Linked DNA regions of Sus scrofa: regions 2 and 3 are each linked to region 1. Evidence: chromatin contacts called from public Hi-C and HiChIP or PLAC-seq data. All regions are on one chromosome and are shown on one strand. Each heading gives the region's core, a stretch centred on a gene start, on an enhancer-like site or on the middle of the called end of the contact. The rest is flanking DNA. Distances are from core to core; before and after follow the strand shown.

What was found. A called contact is a pair of places that touch in the nucleus more often than the background predicts. HiChIP or PLAC-seq counts read pairs in DNA pulled down with a chosen protein or histone mark.
Region 2: an H3K27ac HiChIP or PLAC-seq map of alveolar macrophages shows a contact between it and region 1. The contact joins two enhancer-like sites. A contact is called at or near these places in 1 of 5 promoter capture datasets (liver), 23 of 47 Hi-C or Micro-C datasets (adipose tissue, alveolar macrophages, blood and 14 more) and 2 of 2 datasets of contacts at active chromatin or transcription factors (alveolar macrophages and skeletal muscle).
Region 3: a contact with region 1 is called in a Hi-C map of alveolar macrophages, with 2.6 times the contacts expected there. The contact joins two enhancer-like sites. A contact is called at or near these places in 1 of 5 promoter capture datasets (liver), 21 of 47 Hi-C or Micro-C datasets (alveolar macrophages, brain, embryonic fibroblasts and 11 more) and 1 of 2 datasets of contacts at active chromatin or transcription factors (alveolar macrophages).

What each region holds. Positions count from the first base shown.
Region 1 is chr1:32,303,248-32,308,353 of Sscrofa11.1, reverse strand. All of the region lies in intron 5 of AKAP7 (A-kinase anchor protein 7), which reads left to right. Among named protein-coding and RNA genes, the nearest start is that of AKAP7, 56 kb to the left of the region's middle. Within about 2 kb of position 2,568, at least 3 of the 83 cell types and tissues checked have an H3K27ac peak or open chromatin away from gene starts, as enhancers often do. A contact at or near this core is called in alveolar macrophages, where this site is marked.
Region 2 is chr1:32,582,512-32,587,617 of Sscrofa11.1, reverse strand. EPB41L2 (band 4.1-like protein 2) reads right to left here. Exons shown (of 18, transcript XM_021088293.1): 12 at 1,435-1,607. Among named protein-coding and RNA genes, the nearest start is that of SMLR1, 120 kb to the left of the region's middle. Within about 2 kb of position 2,662, at least 12 of the 83 cell types and tissues checked have an H3K27ac peak or open chromatin away from gene starts, as enhancers often do. A contact at or near this core is called in alveolar macrophages, where this site is marked.
Region 3 is chr1:32,047,307-32,052,412 of Sscrofa11.1, reverse strand. All of the region lies in intron 4 of LOC106508846 (a long non-coding RNA gene), which reads left to right. Among named protein-coding and RNA genes, the nearest start is that of ARG1, 30 kb to the right of the region's middle. Within about 2 kb of position 3,067, at least 3 of the 83 cell types and tissues checked have an H3K27ac peak or open chromatin away from gene starts, as enhancers often do. A contact at or near this core is called in alveolar macrophages, where this site is marked.

The DNA.
Region 1 (5,106 bases), core at 1,319-3,818:
CTTGAAGGAATGTCTCTGGTCCTAGGAGGAATTGAACAGCCTCTTAAAATATTCATCAGCTTTCCTTCCAGATCGTGAGTTAACAGAGATGAAAAATGACATGTGGTTTTCACACTAGCAAAATCTTTTCTGATCTCAAGAATGATATTTCTATAACCATTACCCAGTATTCTGGCTAAGCAATAGATTATGCAATTAGGAACATAAAATCAATACTGGAAATTCTTTCCCAAGTGAAGGTGGCATTTTTTCCTTTTATTTCTGTATACCCAGAGAGTATAGTGTGCTAGGAAAACACATTAATAAAAATTAAATGTGCTTTGTGACAAATATTATTTAAAAGAGTATGGTGGAGAGATATCCAGCATCATAGAGTTTAGGCCCAGTGAATGATGAGAACTGTTGAGTCAAAATTTGATGTAACTGAAGCCAGTAAATTAGAAAGTGTTACTTGTTTAGAATTAATTGGTAACATTAATTGCTATATCACATAAAATAATATGTAAAATGATGAATGATAAATACCTACTCTTTTGATTTCTGTTAACAAAGCTGCTTTTATCTCTTGTATTTTTTTTTTTTTTTGATAATTCTGAACATTAAGTCTTTCTCTTATTGGGCTGAAATCTGTCCCATAAAAGCAGGGATATGTTTTCTGTCTTCAGCACATGATGTGCCTTGCAATTATAGGGACTGCTCAGTGAATAACTGAACCTATGAGTTTTACCTTTTGCACCTCCATGCAATTTCTATTTTGGGGGTTGGTGTGAATATATTGCTAAGTTGCTATCTGAAGCTCTTTTCTGTGATAATTCTTCAAATAATTGAAGACTTAGAAAATATGCCTTCCTGTCTTTAGTCAAATCTTAGGAATTTAATAAGGTAGTCCATCATGGTATGGGTTAAACTGTCAGATGGTGCCAATATTTGACTGTTTTTGAGCAATAAAAAGGACGGTTTTATATGATTCAGCTTAATATTTTGATGCAGTTGAGAATATGCCAAAATAGAGAGGGTCAAAGCTGGATTACAGCAGGGTAGTTGAGAAAAGAAAGCTGTTTGTAACTTTTGTTAACTAAAAGTTGACGAGGTAGTTATAACAGTACAGGCAGGCTTCCTTTATTGCGATTCACTTTATTGTGCTTCATAAGTACTATGGGTTTTTTTTTTTTTTTTCCCTTCTGTACAAATTGAAGGTTTGTGGCAACACTGTGTTGGGGCAAGTCTATCAGTGACATTTTTCCAACAGCATTTGCTTACTTAGCGTCTTGGTGTCACATTTTGGTAATTCTTACAGTATTTCAAACTTTTTCATTATTGTATTTGTCATGGTGATCTATGGACATTGATCTTTGGCGTTACTCTTGTAATCATTTCAGGGTGCCATGCACTACGCCCATGTATGATAGCTACCTTAATACAGGTCTGTGTTCTTACCCGACTGCTTCACTGACTGGCTCATTCCCCATCTCTCGCCCTTTCCTGGGTCCTCCCTATTGCTTGAGAAATGATAATGTTGCAATTAGGCCAGTTAATAACCCTACAATGGCCCCTAAATGTTTCATTGAAAGAAAGTGTCAGTTTGGCTTGTTGTCTTATTTTAAGAAATTGCTGAGGCCGTCCCAACCTTCAGCAGCCGCCACCTGATCAGTCAATAGCCATCAACATTGAGACAAGACCCTCCACCAGCAAAAAAATTTCTAGTCCAACTGAAGGCTCAGATGATGGTTAGCATTTTTTAAAAAAAACAAGTACATTGTTTTTTAGATGTAATGCTATTGCACACTCTATAGACCATTGTATAGTGTATATATAACTTTTATATGCACACACATTTGTATGACTCACTTTATTGGGATATTTGCTTTATTCCCATGGCCTGGAATGAACCCTTGATGTCTCTGAGGTCTGCTTGTAATTCTTATGAGTACAGTCTTTAAAACACGCGCATGCTACACTGTTGTCCTTTTGTCTGAGATGTAAATTCTTCCCCACTACCTCTCATGTCAGATATATTCTTTCAGAGAGTTTTCTTTTTGGTTCTGTGTGATCTTGCTTTGGCCCAGACATTAAGTCAGAAGCTAGCAACCTAAACAAAGAAGGACTGTGCAGCATTCTTTCTGGGGGTAGGTTGTATCATCAGTGTCTAAGGCAGGTGGCAGGGGTCTCGCCCTTTGGGTATGTGCATGTATTTGGTAATGCCAGGTAGAAGAGGTGGTGCCATTGCTGGGCCTGTTCTCCACATCTTTTTGGCTTCCAGCCTGGAACCCTAGTCCTCCCAGTGTTGTGTTTTTTTTGTCTTTTTTTGTCTTTTCTAGGGCCATGCTTGTGACATATGGAGGTTCCCAGGCTATGGGTTGAATCGGAGCTGTAGCTACCAGCCTACGCCAGAGCCACAGCAACACCAGATCCAAGCCTGTGACCTACACCACAGCTCACGGCAACGCCGGACTCTTAACCCACTGAGCGAGGCCAGGGATTGAACCCACAACCTCATGGTTCCTAGTCGGATTCATTAACCACTGAGCCACCATGGGAACTCCCCTCCCAGTGTTATTGTGTAAGTTCCTTTCCTGCACAACTCAGCCAAAGTTGTCATCTGTTACTTACAACTAAGAGTTAGTGCTTCCTTGGTATGTTAATGGTCTATTGCTTAACCTTTTTTATATCATAGAAGAGAGAGGAAAAACCCTATGGTGGCAGTGACTTGCAGTGAAGGGTTTTTAGGACGTGCTCCAAATTTACAAAGTGGGATCAAAATATCACATGTAGTGCATACTGGCATTTGGTAGATATTACAGAAGTAGAATAACAAAGTAAGATTTTGAAAATGTGGTACAATTGTATTTTGAGATACTGAGTTTTTATCTGCGTGTTTCTTGTATCCCTTCTTTTATGCCTGGTCCCCTTCCAAGCAGTAGCACCCTTATGCTCAGAAAAGAGAGAATATGGCAGAAAAAAATAGAGAAAGTGCTTTGGGGTTTCAACGACTAAGCATAATGATAAGCTTTCCTGCCCTGCTGCTAGAAAAGATCCCCCGCTTTGGGTGAAGACGAGAGTTAGGGGTCAAGGCAGAGTGTGAGTTCTTGCCCCTCCTTCATCCCATGAATGAGGCAGCAGAAATTCACAGAGACTCTAGGAGCAGATATCATTGCTTAATAAATATCATGGGTATCCTTTTAGGTCAATGTATGTTGCTCTAACCCACGCTTTTGTTTATGATAGTTCCTAGTATGGCCCTGTGGTAGTTTAGCAAACATTTCTTTATTGGTGAAGGTTATTTCCAGTTTGTGATAATTCAAACAACGCCAAGTATCTTCTACATAGAATCTGGTGTATTGGTACTTTTGTTTATTTTCCTAATATTGGAATTTTTTGTTTGTCTGTTTGTTTGTTTTTGTCTTTTTGCCATTTCTAGGGCTGCTCCCGCGCCATATGGAGGTTCCCAGGCTAGGGGTCTAATCGGAGCTATAGCCACAGGCCTACACCAGAGCCACAGCAGCTCGGGATCTGCAACCTATACCACAGCTCACAGCAATGCGGGATCCTTAACCTGCTGAGCAAGGCCAGGGATTGAACCCACAACCTCATGGTTCCTAGTCGGATTCATTAACCACTGAGCCACAACGGGAACTCCCCTAATATTGGAATTTCTTGTTCAGAACCCTTGTGCAGCTTCAGTTTTAATAGTTACTGTCCAGATTATTTTCTGTTGTGGTTGTGGTAGTGGTAGCTCTCATTCCCTAACAGCTGTTAGTGCCAAGTATTTTCTCAATCTTTTTCAAGGATTCTACTTACACCTATATTAGACAACCTAAGTTGCCTCGCAGCTCATTGATGATCTATTCTTTTTTTGTGTGTGTGGTATAACTAAATAATTCACTTGTTTTTTGGTACTTCTTAACATGAATTTATATTACGGGCACTTGCCTAACTTTTTTTTTTCTAAAGCTCCCAACCTACTTGGAATAGATGAAAATAAAACAGTCAGGGAAGAAGAGGCATCAGTCAGACAATTGTTCTGGGCCCAACCCAATCCGCATTTATTCTGTAAATATCCTAAGAACTCGTAATTACCAAATAGAGTGGGAAATTTAAGCTCATCATCAAAATCAAGTATCCTTAGAGATGCTCTCACCCTTTCTGACTTTTTTTTTAATTTTCCAGATAGTTTTATTGAGATATAATTGACTTACAGCACTGCATAAGTTTGGGGTATACACCTAGAGATTATACTACATGCATCATGAAATGATTACCATGATAAGCTTAGTGAACATCTATGTCTCATGTAGATAAAAATTAAAGAAGTAGAAAAATGTATTTTTTTCCTCATGATGAGAACTCTTAGGATTTACTTTTTAAACTTTCATATGTAACATATAGCAGTGTTAATTGTATTTATGATGTTGTACATTATATCCTTAATGCTTATTTATCTTATCATTGGAAGTGTGTACTTTTTGACTGCCTTCTACCAGCTCTGCCTCCCCTCCCCTCCACCTCTGGGTAACCATAAATCTGATCTCTTTTCTAGGAGTTTGTTTCTTTTTGAAATATAATTGACCTGTTTTATTTTGCCTTTACTCAGCTCCTATTCTTTGTCAGTATTTTAAATTATTTATGAACAACATTTTGTTAAAATAAAAGTTTGCGTGGAGAATTGAGGCTTTAGTTGCCTTGCCCTTTTTTCTTACTTCCTTTTCCTCTCTTTTATTTTGGGTGTTTTTTGTTGCTATGTCTTCAAATTTAGTAATTTTTTTGTTCTGCAGTGTTTAACCTGTTCTTAATTCCATCCAGTGTATTTTTTTCAGACCTTTCAGTTTTCATCTCTGTAAGTTAACTGGGTCTTTTTTTTTTTTTTTTTTTTTTTTTTATAGCTTGCATGTCTCAACTCAACTTTCTGAACATGAAGAATACTGTTATAATACCTACTTTGAAGACTTTGTCTGCTAATTCTAACATCTGTGTTAGTTCTGGGTCACATTTGATTAAGTGATATATCTCCTCATTGTGGGTCATATTTTCCTGTGTGTTTACATGCCTGGTCTTTTATGTATGTATTTATTTATTTGTTTAGTCTTTTCAGGGCCACACCGGTGGTAC
Region 2 (5,106 bases), core at 1,413-3,912, 280 kb before region 1:
GGACTACTTTTATGAGATACAATGTATAGGTATAGACTGATTTAATTATTATGTCCCAACTGGCTGCAAACAGATCCTATAAAATTGAAATAGCGTTATTACTTTTGAACCTGGTTGCTGACAAACACTGAGAGCATTAGCAAGAAGGCCAAAGACGGAGACTTTCCTTTGGAGTTTAACGAACTTTTCTTTTGTATCCAACGAACCAGGCAGGACGAAATAGAGAGGCTTTCTGAGATGCTATTTCCAATGGAAGTGGTCACTCTCCTGGATGCTTCGGGAGCATAATCATAAGCTACTCTGACACCTTTGTAGCCATTTAAAGAATACCTTCTTTGCCGCGATTTCTGTTATTTTAAACTAATTTTTAACCAAGTACTTTGTAGAATAGAAGCCTCACACATTCTTTAACAAAGGAATGAAAAGGATTTGATGGCACCCGCCACCCAAAGCACCTGTCCAGCATAAGACAGGGCCCCTGCGGCACTGGAGCCCTTCTCTCTGCTGGGGTGACAGGCTGGCAAGCGCAGGAATTTCTGACACACTGGCAGCCACCTCAGCCAGCAGGTTCTTTATAAATTCATGCTGATAAAAAAAAAAAAAAAAAAAAAAAAAAAAAAAAAAAAAAAAAAAAATTCATGCTGCATGTCTTTAAGTTTTTCAAAGTTAAAGTTTTGAAAACATAAATCCATAGGATTTCATTTTTTTCTTCATATTTACTTCCAGTGCTGCCCATTTGCAAGCTGCTTTGTGTAGCATGGAAAAGAGATCTGAAGAACTTAAGGCCACTTCAAATCAACTTCTAGGCGACTGTACTTACCCAGGGTAACATAAAAAAATAGTGACAAATTTGAAAACACAATAAATGTTATGCCTCCGTTTACTATGGTATACGCACCAAATAAGGCCAACCGCAACACACCATCTTCTCACTCGTCATTCACAAAAAGTTACTTTTTGCTTAAGAATTTCTTCTTCAATTATAGCGTAGTTTTCATAAAGACCATCTTTCCTCATTTCAAAAATTTCAAGTCAATATAATAAAATAATTAAGTACAGCTACACATTAAAATTTACTTGAAACAAACCAAATATGAATCTCCAATCATCAGAGCTCTTATAATTTGGGGGAATAATTAAAGAGGATGATTATAAAGACAGACAAAAGACCAGTAAACTACTTACTTGCATTTAGATAGTTTGTGATGAAATATTTTGCTTTATAAACATCAATCAGAAAAACGTTAGAGACCCAGTTCAAACCAGGAAGAGCCTACACATATTTGAAAAGTGGAAAACTGATATGATTATATCAACAGAGAACAGACAGTGACTCGTTTTAAATGATATTTGAGTTCTGACGCGACATGTGCAATAGACAGCCTCTAGTCCGAGGACATATTTAAAACCATTTATTCGACTAATTTGCCATACCTTTCCTTCAATGTACTGCACTGGTGGAGCTTTAGCCAGGCTTCTGACATCCCTTCTGCCGTCACCATCTTGTACCACGGCAGGACTGACAACTCCCGGGCCATATGCTGACACCTCTCCAGCAGGGCCAGCAAAATCTTTCATAAGACTTTGGTCCACAACACCAACTGGAGCTAGTAAGGAATGACCATTTGGATGACTTTAGAACATTTAAACAACAGCATTTTATGAAACGTCTCCCCTCCACCCCCTTCACAGATAAATAGGCAGCATGTAGACAATTAATAGAAACAGAAACCTTATTTGATTATGAAAATAACATCTCAAACAAACCACTGTTAAAATAAACTCGGAAAGTATTCTGAATTGTGACCCATTAAATCACAGCTCTCCAATCAGAGATTGTTCAAGGATATACACGCATTATGGAACTGGCCAGTAGGAGGAGCTCTAAGACCAGGTGAAACATCAGGGTCAGCACTATGTCAGAATTACAAAGTAAAGCAGTATTTTAATTCCCCAGGGTCTCCTTAATCTTGCCTGAACTTATTTCTGAATCTCTCTATAGCAACAAAAAACTAGTTATTAAAATGATTTGCTTCAATAAGTTTTATGATTGCCTCCATAAAGGAACCTTTAATTAGAACACCAGTTAAAACTGCAACAAGACAGTAAGGACGGATTTTACTTCTGTGTTTAAACCTCTCTGTTTAATATTTTCCATCCTCCTAACCTTCCTCCTGAACGCCTCAACTTGACCTACAGTAGGTCTAATACATGGAAATGCTCTGCCTCAGCAAATCTCACCCTTATGCGCTCCCATCTCTCCTAGAGATGGGCAGGAACACAGACTGTGTAGATATTTCTGTCATACAGCAGATCAGCCTAAGATGGCTTTAAATCTCAACAAGGCGAAGTGGCAGCAACCGGCAGAAGCCTCTGTCCATCTGTAGTGTCCCCCCCACCCATCCCCCGCCGATGCTGAGACAACCACTGAGGTCACTTCACCTGTATAAAAAGCACTTCCTGACGTAGTGTGCTGTGCTCCGGTTCTATGCCCCTAGGGAAGCCTAGGAAACAAAGACCTTCAGGCTGCAAGTTCTTAGAGGGCAGGGAACGTGTGTGATCCCCCATCACTGACCTTGGGCAACACCTAGACCTCTTATCCATTGTGTTACAAGAAACCTCTTAATCCACACCCCCACATGCCCTGTCCAAACTTCCTTCTTCCCCTATATTAACTTTCTGCCACATACACTCACTCTCATGCTGGCACCCAGTTACTCAAGTCAGAAAGCTTGAAGTCTCCTCCTTTACTCCTCAACGACCAGCAAGCTGAAAGGAGTCCTTGGATAGATTTTTCAATGTGGCCAGTTTCTTCCATCTCTATTTTACCACCCAGGTCCCTGTGAAGACTTTTGTGGCTCTTAAATACGCATACTTTGGAAAGCCCAGACCAAATCATATTAAACATTAAAATGAACTCACATCATACACTAAGTGTAATTATTTTCTAGGGTCCCCCCCAATTTTTAAAAGATTTTTAAGAAGTTTTCCTTGGAAACTATATGGCTCTGAGTAACTCTTTAGTCTATGTTTATGATTTTTAAGAACCCCATTATGCATCCTCAGAAATTTACTGCAAAATGAGGAAATGTGACCTAGCAATGGTTTCAAATGTAATGATATCAAAATTTTAATGAATATCAAATTTGAAGTTGCCAAATGAGGGTGGCAAGTGTTGACACTGCATATTTTTATTAAACATGTATTGATTTCAGTTTGTGGCTAATAATTTCTTTCAGGTATTCAACCCTTGCAGAACCCTGACAAGCTTATAGGCCAGGGACTATCCCTAACCAAGCTGCTTGAGCTTCCTCTCAAATCCTCTCCAATTATTCCTGACATGGCATGAAGTGATTTTTTTTTTTTTTTAAGATAGCACTGTACACATATGTGTTTGCCCAATCCTTCAACTGTTTCCTAGAAAACCCACATTCTCCATCACAGCCTGCAAGGGCCGTAGTGACCCCTCCCAGCCTACCTCTCCCCATCACTGGTGACTTCTGACAACACTTGCCTTCTTTCTATTCTTGGAATGTTATCAAGCTGTCCCTGAACTTAGGACTTTCAGATCTGCTACTCCTGCTGCCTGGAATGCTTTCTCTCCTGCTTACTCGTGGTGGCCTCCTTCTCGCCCTTCAAGTCTCAACTGAAACGGTTCTTCCTCAGACAGGCCTCCCTCCCCTGATGACACCATCCGCAATGTCCCTGCTTCTTATATCCGCCCCTCCCAAATGCATCTTGGTTGTCAGTGCTCTCCAGGACTGATCTGCCTCCTTTCTGGAATGACTGTGGAATCTTGGAATCTCTCTATTCTAAAGAGAGCTACTCCAGATGGATTGTTATCTGACAGAACAAAGTTTGTTATTTGGTATCCCATTGATTTTTCTCCTATGTAATCACTAGAAGGTTTATTTTCATTTGTCAAACCATAAAGTGAAGAATATTTATGCATCTTGTCTAGTCTGTTTAAAAACAGGAAAAAGAAAAAAACAACAACAAAAAGGTATACTGATGGTGTGGCGGGAAAAATAAAGCTCAGTACGGTTACCGCCTAGCTTTGCTCTGGGGGGAAAAGAGAACATAAGTCCTAACCAAGTAGTTCCCTAGCTGCCTGGTCATGTATTGGCATGAAAAGCCTCCTATTTTTCACAATGACACAATAATCCTTTTGATGACTTGCCCATCTGATGAATTACAGTGTCCAAAACACAAAAGGAAAAATAATGGATTACTGTGCCATGTTTGTTGCTTTTACTTGTGAAAATCATTGTTTTCGGATACAGGCCTACTATTACCCTCTGCACTAACTGTCCATACAAGATGGTGGGTTTCCTTGAGCACTGTTTATATACCTCAAAGAAAAGGCACTGGTTTACTGCTCTTTGTAGACCCTAACCCTGGCAGTATAAGAGGTACAAAACCTCAGAGTTGAACACAAAAGCTGAAACCGCGTTCCAAAAAGAGGAATAATTTCTCTCGGGGCATTCAACAACACTGATCACATTTACTCAGCACTTGTATAAATTCTTTGTGACAAGGGGCAAGGCTTGTGGAATATTTACATAAGCGGGCATATTTTTCAGACTTGTAAAAAGCGCTCAGTTGTTGATGAGCTAAGAGATACTCTGACAACTATTGTACAGTAATAATTCACTAAATTTAAATTGCTACATTTGCGAATGTGGACATTTATCTGAACCACAGTTTATGATCCTGTTGCACATTTTTTTCTGTGGTCTCATAAAACTACATGAAAGATTCTCCAGAATCAAGATGCGAACTATATATACCAAAACACCCACCAACAAATGTTGGCAAGTATCTCCATGTGTCTGCTTGGATCTGTTTGCCAAGTTTATTCCAGGAAAAATAGATCAAGGCCAAGGAGTGTCAATGCTCCGCTCATGAGAGAAGATTTTTATCTCTTATGGCATATCCAGTCTGTTTTGGCTAATTATTTGAAACATAAGTTGTTCAAAGTTCATATTTCACACAGATATCAAAAACAGATTTTTGCTAATAGTAGTAAAATAGATATTTTCAAATTTAACATGACTATTTATATTTATATATGTTTTGAAATTAATCAACCAAAAAAATGTTGGA
Region 3 (5,106 bases), core at 1,818-4,317, 260 kb after region 1:
AGAGCTGAAATCAGTAATAATAGGAAAGGAATATGACCTCTGAAACTGTAGGGTTGATTCTCTTAGTCTTGCACAGATACTATGCAAAGTTTTTGGAATACAGCCCCCACGAAGAGCTCCTCATGAGAGTTTTTGAACGTGGTTGTGGGGACTGGGGTGTCCAGGGAGGGGGCAAGGAAAAATTAACAAATTAAAAACAACAAAATATTAAACATGGCTGCAAGACACCTGACACTTTTTGAAATCAGAGAATTTAGGAAGGGACAAAGGAAAAGAAAGAGGAGAGAGGAGTTCCCACCCTGGCTCAGTGGTAATGAACCCAACTAGCATCTCTGAAGACACACGTTCCATCCCTGGCCTTGCTCAGTGGGTTAAGGATCCGGCGTTGCTGTGAGCTGTGGTGTAGGTCGCAGACGTGGCTCAGATCCCTCCTTGCTGTGGCTGTGGTGTAGGCTGGCAGCTGCAGCTCCAATTCAACCCCTAGCCTGGAAACTTCCATATACTGTGGGTGCAGCCCTAAAAAGACAAAAAAAAAAAAAAAAGAGAAAAGAAAGAAGTATATCCAACACTTTATAGATATTATTACATAATAAATAATGCCATCATGATATACCAAATACATTGAGAATGTCGATCTTCTTTTAGATATGAGAAAACTGAGGCTTTGCACCTGGGATTTAAATCCACATCCATCTATCCTAAGAACATACACTGTTTTTAATTTAATGTAGTGATGGGAACAATGGGGATAGGGAGAGACTTAGTAAACTTTTGGGTTATCTTTAAAAAAGTATTAATTGAATACCCAGTCTGCAGAATGAGATTTAGAACTGTGAAAATTTTCCCCCTTGGACTTTAATTAGAGATGTCTGATTTTTTTCCTCTACATAAATTCAAATCTTTATACTATGGACATTTACTGGACAAATTTGAAATGAGGACATAAATGTTTCCGGATATTTCTTCCCTCTCCTGAAAATTTTGCTGATTTGTTCTTGATAGTTCCTATAAATACCTCTGTGGGATGGGAAAGTGTAAAGTTAGGAGGAATGACCCGGCCAGAATGAACTATGATTCATGATAACATGTAATTCCCTTAAATGTTTAAATTTAAAATCCGTGTAAATGAATAACCTTTTAAAAGACATGCTGCATCACCAGTGGAGTTTGACAAATGCTTCTAATTACTTAATGCATTACATAGGTAAGAAAGCTAAATACTCTTAGACCTCATTGCTATTTCAGATCAAATGAGAGATGGGTGCATTGATTTGCCATGCATGTTTGTGTGTGTGTGTGTGTGTGTGTGTGTGTGTGTGTAGAATTCATTCAAAGAAACTTTTGAAATCTCAGATGTAAAAAGAGATTAAATTCCACGTGGAATGTGAAAAAAACTCTTCAATTGGTTAATACTGACAATTCTCAACTATAGCTACAATTTATTTTATGTTAAATTATATTCTAAAGCTAATTTGTCTGTTCTTTTACGAGATTAATTTATTATATGTAATCTAGCGCCCCCTTGTGTAATAGATTTTATTAACAAAGTTTGGGAACCAGTATTTGTATACTACGGATACTTTCCTGTAAATCATGTATCTGATAAAGTTTTGGTATCCGTGGCATATAAAGAATTCTTACAGGAGTTCCCGTCGTGGTGCAGTGGTTAACAAATCCGACTAGGAACCATGAGGTTGCGGGTTCGATCCCTGGCCTTGCTCAGTGGGTTAAGGATCCGGAGTTGCCGTGAGCTGTGGTGTAGGCCGGCAGCCACAGCTCCGATTAGACCCCTAGCCTGGGAACCTCCATATGCCACCGCAGTGGCCCAAGAAAATAGCAAAAATACAAAAAAAAAAAAAAAAAGCAATGAATTTGAATATGCATTTTTTCTCTAAATGTATATTCTTACATGGCCAATGAGCACATGAAAATATGGTCACATTTGTCCTTAGAGAAACGTAAAATAAAACCACAATCCAATAGCACTTCACATCTTCTTGGATGGCTTATATATTGTGTTTTGATTTCCAATTTTAGTCCTTGGATCATGGTATTATTTTATCTTTATTTTTTGGTTTGTATTTCCAAAGTCATACACAATAAAAAAAATATAGAAAGGAGCAAGGTTGAAATTTTCAGGTTTCATGCTTTGCCTATAACTGTCATTGAACCAAAACCACGTATGCATTGGAACGTTTCTTAAGAAAATCAGATTCATTCTCAGGAGGGAGGAAAAATAACTTTGTAAAACAGGAGAATTAGTTCTCAGAGATTCTTGGAATTTCAGGGTAAGAAGAAATTGTGGTGATGGAGCGAGGGGCAGAATGTGGCTGACATTTGTTTTTCCTGTGCAAATACAGCTGTCACTGTGTGGTGTGGCACAGGCTACAGGGCATGGTTAGTCCTTCCATGGAGCATGGGTTTATGACAGACTTCTCTTTTTTTAAAAAATTGTGGTACACATACAGAGAACAAACTACTCATTACCAGTAAGACGGGGAGGGGCAACATAAGAGGTGGAGAAGTGGGAGTTACAAACTATTGGGTGTAAGATAGGCCACAAGGATGTATTGTACAACACAGGAATATAGCCAATATGCTAACAGTAAGTGGAGTGTAACCTTTAAAAACTGCATATGTTGGGAAAATGAGTCATCGTCTGTGAGTCTCCTCTTCAGGAAATATTGCTGTAAGACAAAAATCAGTTGAGCAAATATAGTTTGGGGTGCTTTGTTCAAAAAATGTGATAAAAATCACGTAACATAAAATTTACCGTCTGAACCATTTGTAAGTGTGTAGAGTACAGTAGTGATAGGCAGAGGTACTTTGCTGTGCACCAGAACTCTAGACCTTTTCATCTTGTAAAATAGAAACCCTGTATCCATTGAACAACTCCCCTTTTCCCTTCCTGACAGTTTTCCTTTTTTCAGGAAATCTCATGTGAACACCAATATGTGAAGAGGTAGAAGCTATGTTGCCGTAATCCATGGCAAGGGAGGTGGCACCCTTTCCCTGGGACCCCCCTCCCTGTTGATGCTCAGGCTTGTGCACTCTGTGACTCTAGGCTTTTCAAGACTGTGGTTTCACACAATCAGAGACTTAGCTCTTCCCCACTGTAAAGGGTAGAACAGTACCCTATCTATCCCCCAAGTTCATATGTTGACGTCTCAACCCCCAGTACCTCAGAATGAGATCCTATTTGGCAATAGGGTCTTTATAGAGGTAATCAAGTTAATATGTGGTCATTAGGGTACACCCTAATCCAACAGGACTGGCGTCCTTATAAAAGGGGGAAATTTGTGACAACCAAGGCAGAGGTGGCGGTGATGCTTCTAAAAACCAGAGCACCTAGAATTGCTCATAAACCACCAAAAGCTGAGGAGAGATTCTCTCTCACAGCCCTCAGAAAGAACCAGTCCTACTGACACTTTCACCTTGGACTTCTAGCTTCTAGAACTGTGAAAGAATAGATTTCTATTTTTTTTGATGACAGCCCTAGCCAGCTAATACTCCCACATTTCCCATCAGTGAAGCTGTGGATTGCTATGGCTGCTGGATATGGCCAACACAGCCAACAGAGACTTAAGTTTTAGGCTGAGTAGTTACAAATCCCCAGAGATATGACAACTTTGTACTATAATGCAGTTACAGGTTATGGAAAATAATTAACTCAGTGAAAAATGTGCTTTCTAATTGGCCATAAAGGAGAGCAGAATATGCACCCCCAAATATGCCTCTTTGGCATAAGGATTGTCTTGAGCTGGTCTTTTTTAAGAAATAGCAGACACAAGGGAAGCTTTGAAAACTGAACAGAAGTTACCCTTTGGTCAGGGACATTTCCATTTATCAGGGAAATCTTCATTGGTGAGGGTGTCTCCCTCTCTGTACCAGAAAGAGAAAGATGATGAAATTGCTACAATCTCTTGTCAGTGGAGAAGGCAGCAACTTAAATTGATATAATAATTAAGTGAAATCTTTTTTAAAATTGTTATTTCCCCAATACAGTTTTTTTTCTACTGTACAGCATGGTGACCCAGTTACACATATATGTACACATTCTATTTTCACACATTATCATGCTCCATCATAAGTACTAGACATAGTTCCCAGCACTACACAGCAGAATCTCATTGCTAATCCATTCCAAAGGCAATAGTTTGCATCTATTAACCCAAAGCTCCCCATCCACCCTACTCCTCCCCCTCCCCCTTGGCAACCACAAGTCTATTCTCCAAGTCCAGGATTTTCTTTTCTGTGGAAAGGTTCATTTGTGCCATATGCTAGATTCCTGATATAAGTGATAACATATGGTATTTGCGTTTCTCTTTCTGACTTGACTTTACTCAGTATGAGAGTCTCTAGTTCCATCCATGTTGCTGCAAATGGCATTATCGTGTTCTTTTTATGGCTGAGTAGTATTCCATTGTGTATATATACCATATCTTCCTGATCCAATCATCTTAGGTGGACATTTGGGTTGTTTCCATGTCTTGCCTATGGTAAATAGTGCTGCAATCAACATGCGGGTGCACGTGTCTTTTTTAAGGAAAGTTTTGTCTGGATATATGCCCAAGAGTGGGATTGCTGGGTCATATGGTAGTTCTATGTATAGATTTCTAAGGTACCTCCATGCTGTTCTCCGTAGTGGTTGTACCAGCTTACATTCCCACCAACAGTGCAGGAGGGTTCCCTTTTCTCCACACCCCCTCCAGCATTTGTTATTTATTAATGATGGCCATACTGACTGGTGTGAGGTGGTATCTCGTGGTAGTTTTGATTTGCATTTCTCTAATATGATATCAGGGATATTGGCCATCTGTACATCTTCCTTGGAAAAATGTCTATTCATGTCTTTTGCCCATTGGGTTGTTGGTTTTTTTGCTGTTGAGTTGTATACGTTGCTTGTATATTCTAGAGATTAAGCCCTTGTCAGTTGCATCATTTGAAACCATTTTCTCCCATTCTGTAAGTTGTCTTTTTGTTTTCTTTTTGGTTTCGTTTGCTGTGCAAAAGCTTGTCAGTTTGATTAGGTCCCATTGGTTTATTTTTGCTTTTATTTCTGTTGCTTGGGAGACTGACCTGAGAAAACATTTGGAAGGTTGATGT